Regions from separate parts of the Dromaius novaehollandiae genome. Here region 1 is linked to region 2. The links are chromatin contacts, called in public Hi-C maps. All regions are on one chromosome and are shown on one strand. Each heading gives the region's core, a stretch centred on a gene start, on an enhancer-like site or on the middle of the called end of the contact. The rest is flanking DNA. Distances are from core to core; before and after follow the strand shown.

The links. A called contact is a pair of places that touch in the nucleus more often than the background predicts.
Region 1: a Hi-C map of ovary shows a contact between it and region 2, with 3 times the contacts expected there. The contact joins the enhancer-like site here to the promoter of MXI1 in region 2. A contact is called at or near these places in 4 of 4 Hi-C or Micro-C datasets (blood, brain, liver and 1 more).

The regions. Positions count from the first base shown.
Region 1 is chr6:36,946,840-36,952,721 of bDroNov1.hap1, reverse strand. MXI1 (MAX interactor 1, dimerization protein) reads right to left here. Exons shown (of 6, transcript XM_064514208.1): 6 at 5,775-5,882. Among named protein-coding and RNA genes, the nearest start is that of SMNDC1, 17 kb to the left of the region's middle. Within about 2 kb of position 1,396, at least 1 of the 2 cell types and tissues checked has open chromatin away from gene starts, as enhancers often do.
Region 2 is chr6:36,886,596-36,892,737 of bDroNov1.hap1, reverse strand. It overlaps MXI1 (MAX interactor 1, dimerization protein), which reads right to left and starts at 2,302. Exons shown (of 6, transcript XM_064514208.1): 1 at 2,029-2,302. The coding sequence starts at 2,194.

The DNA of each region.
Region 1 (5,882 bases), core at 147-2,646, 61 kb before region 2:
GCTTCAGAAGAGGCAACAGCTTTTGCTTTTCCAATCAAGCCCATCAAAGGGGAGAGGAGGAGATCCCAAACAATTTTTTAAGACAAGTCTTTTTTTTTGGGGGGGGGGGGTATAGTTCAAGGGAAAGAGTTTCCTAGCCTTAGCTACACTGAACACTGGCTAAATCACTGGTAGCTCAAGTCAAATTTATTTCTTAATGTAATACAACTCTGTCTATATGCATTCTGACTAGCAACCACAATGTTAAAACCACCATAAAATGATTTAAATTCCTTTGCTGGCTTACCCTGTTTTGCCACAATGTCCCTCAAGACAAAAACTAATCCCTGCTGAAGTGCATGAACTCAATGGGACATTACAAAGGGGGTGAATTTGGCCTACAGCTAACTGTGCCTGCAAAGAACGGCTTCTCTGCCCAACTTCTCTTTCACTGGGAATCACAGGGGGAAGAACAGATGAATGCTAAATCCGGTGTCTCTCAAACTACCTCTGTAATTAACACCTTGTAGAAGAGGCACACTTGAGCCACTGCTTACTGGAAGGAAGGAGGAAGTGCCAAAGCGCCCTCCAGATCCATAGATGCTACATTCAGCTCAGTATGAGAGAACATCCCAGATAATCTTAGAAACTTCCCAGCTGGGAGCGCCCCCGAGGTGAGATCTAGCATTATTACTAGTGCTCAGAGCCAGTGAATCGTCATTCCTCTCACTGCACAATTTCTTTGCTCAGCTCAGCTTTGCTCAGCTTCTCCAGCATGTGAGCACATTCAGGGCCATTCTACACTCCTTAGAAGTGTCCTGAAGCCACCTACCTTCCCTTGGCTAGCTGAACACAAACCAAATTTAATCCTGTGCCTCGCTTGATTATTTCCTGAAAGTGCCATATTAGCATGAAGCCTCACTTGCATGGCTGCAGCTCTCCAGACTACAGTCCATGTTTTACAGGTAAGGAAACAGAGGCACCAAGAGGTTGAATGACTTGTTCAAGGCCAAATTAATCAGCTCACCCCACTAGCCTGCTTTGGAAACCAGCGTGTTCGAAAGCAACAGGCCACATTTGGAAATGTTCTGCTGCCTGTGTGGTCCCAAGCAAGGCAGTACTGAGGCCCTTTAAGCAGCTGCATGGATTTGCATTTGGCCTAATTACTTGAGAGCAGAGAATCCCAACAGGCAAAGGTCATGTAAGCCCCTGCCTCGGTGGGCCAGGGTTTGCCAAACGCCACCCTGCAGGCCGAGCTCAGCCGCCAACCCCCACCCCTCCTTCCCTTCACACCCCCCACCCCCTTCAGCTCCCTGATGCGCAGGAGGGCACCATCCAGCAGCACGGGGAGAGCGCAGCGCTCCCGAGCCCGAGCCACGGGAAAGCCACCTGCAAAGCCTGAGGCTCCCTCTGCCTCCGCCAGCCCAGAACGGGGGAGAGCCACCACCTCCTCCCACGGCAACTCTGCCTCCTGGCCTCACGTGGGTGCTACAGCCAAAGCGGCTGAATTTTGCTTGCGCTGCAGGAGGAAATAACTTAAATACTTCCAATAGCCCTTTTAGCATGCTTAACACTGAAAATATTTCTGAAAGAAAATGACATTTTGCACCTTTGACCTACCAAAACATCTCTTACAGACCAAGCAGCTGAGCACTACAGCCCACATCAGTATGTCCTGCCTCCCAGGTGTCCCTCCTTCACCCTGTCAAATGCAAGCTTTCCCAGCCCGCAGCTCCCAACCAGAAATGGCCCCTTTCCTCTGCGTCTGTCAGGCCAGCGGCACGGCCTGACTCAGCCTTTCAGCACCTGGGCGTGTACACCGCAAAGGACACGGCCGCCCCAGGGGCTGCTCAGCAGCTCCCCATCCTCGCACCTTTCGGAGGGGCCTCAGACCGACCATCGCTCCTCGCTGCCGAGCCCCCGGCGCGAGGGGCAAAGCACGGGAGAACGTGCTCCCACGGGCGTCCTCGGAGCTGCGACACGACTTCGGCTTTGGTTGAACACAGCAACACCACAACAGGAACCCTAAATACTAAGCAGCTAGTGCTGCAGCCATAGCACCAATACCTTCTCTATTCCTGCTTCTGCCTAACGGCCGAACGGATCAGTCCGCTTTGCAGGAGGAAAGGGGCAGAGCAGCGGGCGTCAGTCCGCGTGCGTTATCCGCAATTAGCCTCTCCATAACACGCAGCTCCACAGGAAAACACAGCGCGGAGTCAGCCACGCTCCCCTCCCTGCCTCCGTCCTCGGACGCAGGGAAGTTCCGGTCACTGCTCAGAGCACAGCATCACTCACCAGAGAGCCCGTCTCCAGGACACGGCCCCAGGAAAAAATCCCAAATATTAATGCCATTGCTTATAGAATTCTTCTCTAAAAATATTATTACCACCTCCCTAAGCTCAGAATGAAGTCTGGGCTTTTACCATCATCTTCCAGAAAGTTTCCCAAGTTTCTCCTTCCAATGGCCTAGGGCTGGTGCCAGGGAATATTCAACAACAAAAGCTTATGATCGGGGGGGGGGGGGGGGGGGGGGGAAGACTTCTCCATTTAGTGCACACAACTGATACCACTTGCACTGAAGCCAAAAAGCAAGTATTTCAGCCATTTCAATGGGGCAACACGGAAACAGAGTACAAATAGGGAGCAGCAAGCAAAGGAGGACAAAGAAGAGAAAAACTGGGGGGCTGGAGCTCACAGTCCAGAAACAGATCTTAGCAAACGAACAACATGAAAAGCCAGTAACAAAATCTGGAAAATACTACGTCCATATAGTTAACCCCATTTCTAGTGACAGACAGATTTCATGACAGACCAATTTGAGACCACCTTCCGTCAATGACATGCCTCTAATAGCATGGACGTTAAAATGACCTTCAAGTGACAACTCGCCAAAGGATAACCATGACTAATGCAGCCAGATAGTCATCTCCACCTTGTCTGCAGACGCAAGATGACATACTGTAATACACTTGTGTCAAAAGAAGGAAAATGCTCGATGGTCTTTTTAATGGGTTTGCCTGTAGCAAAAAGGCCCATCAGAGATCTAATTTACAGAGGGAGGCCTTGCCAGAATGAGCTTAGGAGGGAGCTGTATGTGCACGCATGTGTGCACATGTGTGTGTTTATTATAGGGCCAAATTGCCTAAATAAAGAACATCAGATTCTGTTTATAGGAAAAGTCACTGTATTCTTGTAAAATTAGGCAGAAGATAAATTTAGGGCTTCTGTTATGCTAAAAACACAAAAATAAAACAATAAAAACAAACAATAATAGCACGCACAAAGCAAACCTGGGGAAGGGGAGAAAGAAAATAAATAAAAATAAAAAGATCACATCTCACTCTCTGTTTTGCACAGATAAAACAAAAAAGTGATTCCATGCGCAAATTACCACATGGTGGGAATAAATGTTATTCTAGATGAAATCAGAGCCGATCTCATGGGCAGACATCTAGGGCCACAGCAGCGACGACTGAGAGTGAAGTGTTTCATTTGCAGAGGAGTGAAACGAGGCCACAGCAGCACAAATGCCCTCCACGGTTCCTTTGCAGGGATTGCAGGGTACTGCGAAAGGTGCCATGGGAGAACGTCCCCAAGGTAACATCCATCTGCTCAAAGCTGCACTTATGGCAGCAAAAAGGGCTTTCTGGCTGAATAATCAGACATACCAAGGGCTGGTCTCCAGCCTTTTATGAGCTAGGTAAGCTTTCAATCTCTGTAACTAAGCTGCACGTCAAGACTTTCTGCTCTTCCCAGCTCCAGAGGCAATGCCGAACTGCGTGTCCCCTCCAAAACACGACCTTGCCTACAGGCACGCAGCCTGTGCCACACAGGTGCAGAAGGAGAGAAGTTCCTCAGTAAATCCAAAGCTGTCTTTGTGAGATGCTCTGAGGAGGTAAGGACCTAGGCCTTCTCATGAAACTACACTTGCCCAGTACTCCCTGATATTTTTCAAACTAGAGTGACTAGCACTGAAATCGAGGCTTGAACTTAGCTGAATATTAAAAAATCTTAAGAGCTGGGCACCAAACAGCAACATTCTTCCAGTATCTCAATCTTTCAGAGCAAATGAAAAATCAACATATATTAAGTGTCTTCAGAGTTGGTTTTTATTTTATTTTTTAGGCCAACATTGAGACAAAATAGTCCTAAATTTTGGGTTATGGAAATTCATACAAGCATGGCCCATATATGTATGACAAAATTCCTAATGTGTTCAGTTTAGATGGGCATGTAAAGAATGTAATGGCTTCCCCTCTAGGTGACACCTGTAGACAACAATGAAAAGGACTTCTGTTACTACTGGAAAAGTTACTTCTTTCCCTGAATAGCATCCGAGCAAGGAAGAGGAGAGAGGAAAAAAAGCCTCTGTGAGCACTTCTCAGTTCCAAGGAATGGCAAATTTATAAATTTGACTTGCTCTACTGGTTCTTTTGGAGTTAAGCAGCAAGAGGGACCATGTCAGCTTCCAAAGGATAAATGCAACTTGACCCTCAAGGGTTTAGATTTGCATCTTTGAATCCTCATTCTGTTACACAAAATTCCAGAGAGACTAGCAGAAACTTTGATGCAACTTTGACAGCTGATGTGATCTTAAAGCAGATCTGGCACATAGGACTATTCTGGCTTGTCACAATGGGGACAATTCACAAGATTCATACATTTTTAACCAGAAGGAACTATTATGATCATCTAACTGATGTCCTGCATAACCATAACTAATTGGCCTGTACTTTTATCTAAAAGTAATTTAAAGCAACTTTTTGGAGCCCATTAGTCATCTTGACCATTCCAGTGCAACAGTCTAGACTAACAAATGGAAATGTGACTAGCATTACAGATTTTGCAGAGGTGTGAGTTTATCAGAAAGGTCAGAGAATAAAATGCAATAAAGCAGTGCAGAACAACCTTAAAAAGCTGGAGAAGTGCTTCTGTCATACAAGATACTGTCCAAAAGCTAGTCAAAAGAAACAAAGAAACCACAAAGAAACCCCCAGCACCAGACCAACCAACCTTTTGTCTTTAAAATTTATTATAAAGGCTCTTAGTTAAATTTGTTTTAATCCTAGTCCTCTTTCCTACTGGAACACTGATGCTAGTGGGCAGTAAGGCAACTGGCTTATGGTCAAAGCTCATCTCTCTCCCTGCAACAGCTTCCTCTAGTATCTGGACTTCTTACCCAGGGCAGTGGTCACTGACAATGGGCGCAGCAAGCTACAGCTCTATACACACAGGCTCTCTCCTTGCTGGAAAGGATCAAACCCAGGATGTTTCTTCCTCCAGAGCCCTCAGGCTCTATTAGTTGAGCGAGAGGTCAATCTGTAGACAGTCTGTGGCAGACTTCTATTCCTGCTAGGTCACCTCCCAGAAGGGAGGAGAACAGATGTACTCCACCACTGTATTACATACGCACAAGTGAGAAGAGTAGCAACCTGATCCAGGCTTAAGAAACAAATTAATAAAAAAAAAATAAAATAAAAAAACCCCCACAACACACAAAAAAACCCCAAAACAGACCAGAAATAGTTCATCACAGCCATGGAAACATTATTCCTCTACTCCATGGTATCTGTTGTCTCTCATGGGGGATGACACAGTTTGGAGAACAGCAGGGGAGATTCAACAACATCAGAATACTTAAACATAGGCAATTTATCACAACACAAAAATCTACACCAGAATCGCTCAGGATCTTCTCATCACAGGATCAAAGTGCAACACATTTTTCCAGGCACAAGAAGAACAAAGTGCCGGCTAGAGTGATACGAATGACCAAGATGGAAGAACACAACTCATTTCAGATACAGAAATGTTTAATGGCGTTAAAGTGCTACTTTAATGGGGAACCATATGCTAACATTTAAACACAATTCCACTGCACTGCTAAATATAGTTGTCTTTAT
Region 2 (6,142 bases), core at 1,053-3,552:
TGAAGCGGCACTGCTAAGGGTCATCTCCTGTTCCCGCAGCCCGACAGCACATCGAGCTCTGCTCCTCAGCTCCCAGCCTTGCACTTCTGCTTCCACGCGACCAAAGTGGCTCGTGGCCCCTCTGCTACTACCTATGACTGCGACAACGGGGTGTGGGATCTACAGATGTACGTAAGAGGGACTGATGAGAAAATTCTCACCCTATTTCTCAGTGGGCACCAAACAGCTAGAAAACTACAGACTGAATTGCGAACCCTGCCCTAGGCTGCACTGAGCACCCAGCACCCCCAGCCTGCAGGCAGGGCTGGGAACGGCTGCGTTCGGGGGGCCGAAAAGGGCCCCGTGGCTTCTCCTCTCCCACCTGGAGAGGGGACACGTGTGCTTTAGGCCACCCGGAGAGGGCAGGGATGCCGCCACCTCTCACGGGGCTCCTGGCAAGCCCAGCGCCTCGCTCCCGTCCCCTCGCCCGTTCCGCGCGACTGCTGCCTCCGCTTTTCCCGAGCGCGTCTCCTCGGGGCAGGGCCCCCAACCCCACGCGCGTGCAGCACCCCACGCAGCAGGGCCGTGACTCAGCCGCCGGCAGGATGGGAGTAACACCAAAACGCCTAATTAGGGCCTGCGTAACCGCCCGGCCGAGGGACCTCCGCGTCCTGCGGGCGAGCTGTGAGCCACCTGCCACCGAGCCGGGCCGGCCCACAGGCTCCAGCACCAAACTCGGTGCATTTCCCCCCCCCCCCCCCCCCCCGCTGCCGCCGCTAATTGCTAGGTGGGAGAGGGCAGAGATGGGCGAGCAGACGTGGTGGGTGCCGCTGCGAGCCGGCCAGCGAGGGGTGCACCGAGCAGTCGCTGCTGCTCCACCAGCTAAAGGGCAGATACCCTCTCAGTCAGGCTACGTATAGTATGTGTGTTGGGGCACAGCCTCCCGCAGCTCCTTCCCAGCACAGCGGAGCGTTGCACTGAGGCCGTTTCTACTCCAATTCCAGCAGCATTCCTCTTTGTTTGGGGGCAACACGGAAAAACTGCCGCGTTACGGCGGCGACGCTCTGAACGGCGCATCCAGCACGGCCCGGCCGAGACGGGGCTACGCGGGGCGTCGCAACCTAAAGCGCCCTGCTGGCAAGTAAAACCTACGGTTTTGCAGAAGCTTCTATGAAAGGAGATTTTCACGTGCGGCACGTGAGGGAATAAACGTGAATTCAACTTTTTTTTTTTTTTTTTTTTTTTTTGTTTAAAGCACCCTGGCTCCTCCGCGTCGCTGTTTTTCGCCGCGGGAGCGCGCAGCCCAGCGCAGCGCGGCCGCGGCAGGCTCCCGCCGCGGTGAGGGGCGCGCTGCCTCGCGGAGCTGCGCGGAAAGGGGACCGCAGCAAGAGAGGCCACGCTCCGCGGAGAGAGGACAAAGCGAAGAGGAAAAAAAACGGGGAAAAGGGGGGAAAATGATGGCATGAATAAAGGAGAAAGCGGGGGGTTTCGGCGCCGTTCGCCTCGGGGACGCGGCGGCACCCGCGGGGAAGGGGGGGGGAAGAGTGCCCGCGCCCGGCTCAGCAACGCGTGACGTCACGGGGGACACCGCCGCCGCGCATTGGAGGAGCGGCGCGCCCAGCCCCGCCCCGCGGGGCGCCCGCCGCCAATGAGCGCGCCGGGCTCGGCTCCATGTGCGAACCACGCGCCCGCGGCGGGGCGGGGCGGGGCTGCGGGGTCCGGGCCGGCGCTGGCGCTCCGCAGGCGCGCACGGCCCGGCCCGGCCCTTTGTCCGCCGCCGCGGGGCCCCCCCCCCCCGCCCGCCCGGGGGCGGCTCCGCGGGAGCGGGGGGACGAGACGGGCGCCGCGCGCACCGCCGCCGCCGCACCGGGCGCTTCCTGCGCGGCTCCGCGCGGACGTGTCGCCGCTCTCGGAGCCGCCGCGGCCGCGCCGCTCACAGCCGCAAGTTTGTTTCTCCCCTGAAAACAAGCGGGGGGGACGCGCCGCGCGCACACACACACGCGCACAGCCCGCGCCCGCCCCGCACCCGCGGAGGACGGACGCGCTTACTCTTGTTCTCCTTCTCGATCCGCTCCAGGTAGCTGGCGGCCTCCAGCAGCACCTGCACGTTGCGCAGGAAGGTGCCCGCCGCCGCCGCGCCCGTGTTGACGATGTCCCCGAGCGGGCAGCGCGCCGCGCCCCGCGGCTCCCTGCGCGGCCGCCCGCGCTTCCCCATGCCCTCCGCGGGTGCGCTGCCTGCGCGGCTGCGCCCGGCGGCGCCGCGGTCCTAGCGCTGCCGCCGCTTTTGCGCCGCTCCCCCAGACGGCGCCGCCGCCGCCGGGCCCGCCCCGCCGCCCCGCCCCGCCCCGCCCCGCCCCGCCGCGCCTGCGGAGAGCCGCCGCGGGGCCGCTCGGCGCCGGGGCTGTGCGGGGGCTCGGCCGGGGCGGCGGGGCCGTGCGCGGTGCCCCGCGGTTGCCGCCCGCCGCGGCTGGTGCGTGTGCGTGTACGTGTGTGTATGTAAAGTGTGCGTAGCGGAAAGTATCTTACGGGCGCTTTTTGTCTTGTTTTTTGTTTTCCTTAAACAACATTTGCACAGACTTTTTTTCCCCTAGTAGAGGCAGCAGAGGAACATAACAGTCTTGGGAAGGGTAACACGAAAATGGGAATTGCAAAGACGCTTTCACGAGAACTTTAGGAACTTCAGATTCATATATGCATATATATACACTCACACATACATACACACTTTACCCTCCACGTTAAATATTTTCTCTGACAATCGCAGGGGAATGAAGTCGAGTAGGACCCAGGGTTAGCAGGACTGCAAGGTACCTCGCAGCGACCGAGAGCAGCTGCTGCGCCAGCAGAGGGGCGATGGGAGGAGAGGAGCCGTCCGGACGTTGGTGGTGTCCCTGCCCGCCTGGAAGACCCCCAGCAGTGCTGCGCTCACGCGCGTGGGTCTGCGCAGCCGGGGGGCGAGCACAGACGGCCCTTTCGGCCGCTGGAGAGGGATGGCGGGAGCGAAAGCCTGTAACCCGCTCGCTGCAGCTCCGAGAGGGTTTCAGGTAACGGGGAGAGGTAAGAGGTGCTGTAAATCCTTTAGGAGCGGGGAAGTTACAATGCCAAAGCCTAAAATCAATTCGTAATCACATCTAGCAAATTAGAGGCAGCTGTCAAAAATACACGCGCACGTGTGCTGCGCTAAGAGCACAGCCAAATTTGCACCGCCAAAGATATTTAATTCACACTCAGGGTGAAGACTAACATGCTCCGTGCATTTCTCCTTACGGGAACGTGCCCCACTTAATTTTAATTTTCCAGCTATTAAGCCATTTGTGTGCTTCAGGACGGGGGGGGGGGCGATGCACGCGTGCAGCCCCTTTGCACCCCCCCGAGGCTCCCAGCACCAGTTTCCCTCGCCAAGACATTGCTGCTTTCTCACGCTGTTGATGTCTCCAATAAATGTGTTTTCCCAGAATCGCGTGAGCCGGCCGTGCCGACGGCCTGAGCAGGTCTCGGCGAGAGCGGGGCGGGTTGTGCTCCGCTCGCGGCAGCCGCTTGGCGCCCTGGCTCGGGCGTGCGCAGGTGGAAGTATCCCATTGGTAGCATCACTATTAAGTGGAAATATTTTAACAGTGCAAAATGCATCAATGCGGAAACACAGCGCACGGTTAGCTCTTCCTCATGAGCAACACAAAACAGTGTTTCTGCTTTGCTGCTCTGAGAGAGTAACCTGGCTGCTGGCAGCGCGTAAAAGCCCTCCCGTCCGGTTGCAACCCGAAGAAGAGACCGAAAGGAAAAGCAGAGAAAGTTTTTAGTGCGCCTCAGAAGTTGCTTTTAAAACTAAAATGCCCAGCAGACAAAAATCATCAGTACTATTTCCCCTCTCCCTCCCTTTTTGCTTTGTGCGCATTTTAAACGAAGGGAAGTGTGCAGGTATTCACAGCAGCCCTGAAGCGGTGCCTCCCGCCGGGCGAGCGGGACGCAGAAATCGGCTGAAATGCAGTGCTGGCTCGGGCAGCCTGGGGTAGCGCCTGGTCCCAAGCGAATCGCCCCGGTCGCTACACACGGTGCTGCCTGCTGCGCCTGTGCCGGGGCCATGTGGAGCCGGCGCCGCGAACCGGGCCCGGGAGGGAGCAGCCACGCCGGCGGCCGGGGAGCGACGGCACTCTGACGACCTGCCCGCCGGGAGATCAATATTTGAACAGCTACGATTACATACGGGATGTAAACACTGCTGAATGCCCGCAAATAAACTCTAACAACGTGCACGGCATATTCTGGTTGAATGTTGGCTCTTACCAGCTTTAAAATAAGACTAAAGCCAGGCAGGGTTAATGGTTCAAACCTCGGCTTTGTTGCTGCCCACTAGACAAGCAAGGGTGTTTGAAGAGGCTGGAACAAGAAACCGGCGCTGGGCATGGGGAGAAGGGGTTTCTTCAGCCCTTCCGTTCGCCTCGTGCCGCGTGGGTCTCCTGGCTGATGCCTCCATCTGACCCTGGTGCTATCTCAAAACTGGCAAAAGCCCCCCGAAAGCAGAGGGCTCCCGCTCGGCGCGGCCTCCCTGCCGCGTTTGGTTACAGCTTCACAGCGTTCAACGCTCGCCGTCCTGGGAGCCGGAGCACGGGTGCTGGGTTTGCAAAAAGCATAGCCCGAGCTCCTGGGACCGGGGCTGCTCCTGGCCGGGCCCCGCGGGAGGTTTCGGCTCCGCTGGGATTAAATCCCTCAGCTCAGAGGCTCCTTCCGCTCGCTCCCAAAATCCCCAGTGGAGCAAGAGCTACCTTCAGCTCTGCGGTGTGAACACCGACCGACCCCACCGGGGCTCCCGGGACCTTGCTGAGCCGCGACATGAGGTTCAGGATCCGGCCTTGAGCTCCGGCCATTGACTGCGACCAGCATTTGAACCACAAAACCCCCCTCAGAAACCCTGGCAGCATCTTAACGATGGAGAAATGAAGCGGAGTTGGCCTGAAGAGACACTTGCGCCTCAACCGCCAGAGCTGTCGGGCCCCAAAGCCGTGGCAGGGAAAAGCTCTTGTGCGGATGCCAGCGGCCGATTCAGCCCCTAATTGATTTTTTCTTCTTGCGTTGTCGGTACGCAGCCCTGCTCGCACAGTCAGAAAGGAAAAGGCATTTTTCGCTTAACTTTTTCAGCAGGTGAAGGGAGGAGGGGGTGCAAACGCAGAGCCGGGAGCAGAGCGGCGGCCGCCGGGGCTCCCTGCGTGCCGGCTGGCGAGCGCGGCGCGCTGATGCCAGCTACATCCTAGCTAGAGCTTTGGCAGAAAAGGGAAGAACGGGAAACGTCCAGGTGGCTGGTCATTCATTTGCATTAAAGGCACTTCAAAATAAAGAATATAATTGGACTAATTGGGTCAAAAGCAACCAAGTTGTTATTTTTCTTCTTCCCGTGGTTTTGCAAGCACCCCCTGTCTCAGAGCAGTGCCGAAGAGGGACCGTGACCCCTGCAGAGCTTTGCTCTGAAAGGTCTGCTGGTCTCTGCTGAGGTCACTCATCTTTGAACTTTGCTTTTACTTTATGAGCAAATAACTTTTAGGGAAACTGCTGGTTTTGACAGTTGATGAGACGTTATCAGGCAGGTAGGGGGAACAAATCTATATTTGGAGGAGCAAGGAAGAGTAGCCGCATTTTGTGGCTATGTTATCTGGCTGGGACAGAGCATTTGCTATTAACACTGGCAGTTGAACACTAGGGCAAACAGCACCTTTATCTCCATGGTGTCTGCGCCTGCTGATTCCAGCAATCGTACGCTCACCTCCAAGTCATACATCTTCACAGGCTCTCACTGTGACCCCCATTTACTTAATATGTTGCATTATCAGACCCTGTATTAAATGCAACCTGGGCTTCTGCCAAGATAACGTGATCTATTTTTCCTATTCAGGCAATAGCACTAGATTTGTGGCATGGCACTGCTTGATTTAAAGGAGAAGCTGAGGACCTGCATGATATGGATGCATTAATATCACACCTAAGCATAAAATCCTAGAGGGGAAAAAGACTGCATCTGCCTCACATGAGCTTTGAGCCTTTAGTTTTCTCTCCCTGGGTTTGATGCAGTGCAAATGCTGACCAAGGACATGAAGAAGAAACTAGGAAAGTCAGGCAAGACAGACCGAAAGGGAAGTTCTGCTAAACACATGTTCAAAATGCTTCCATCCATCAT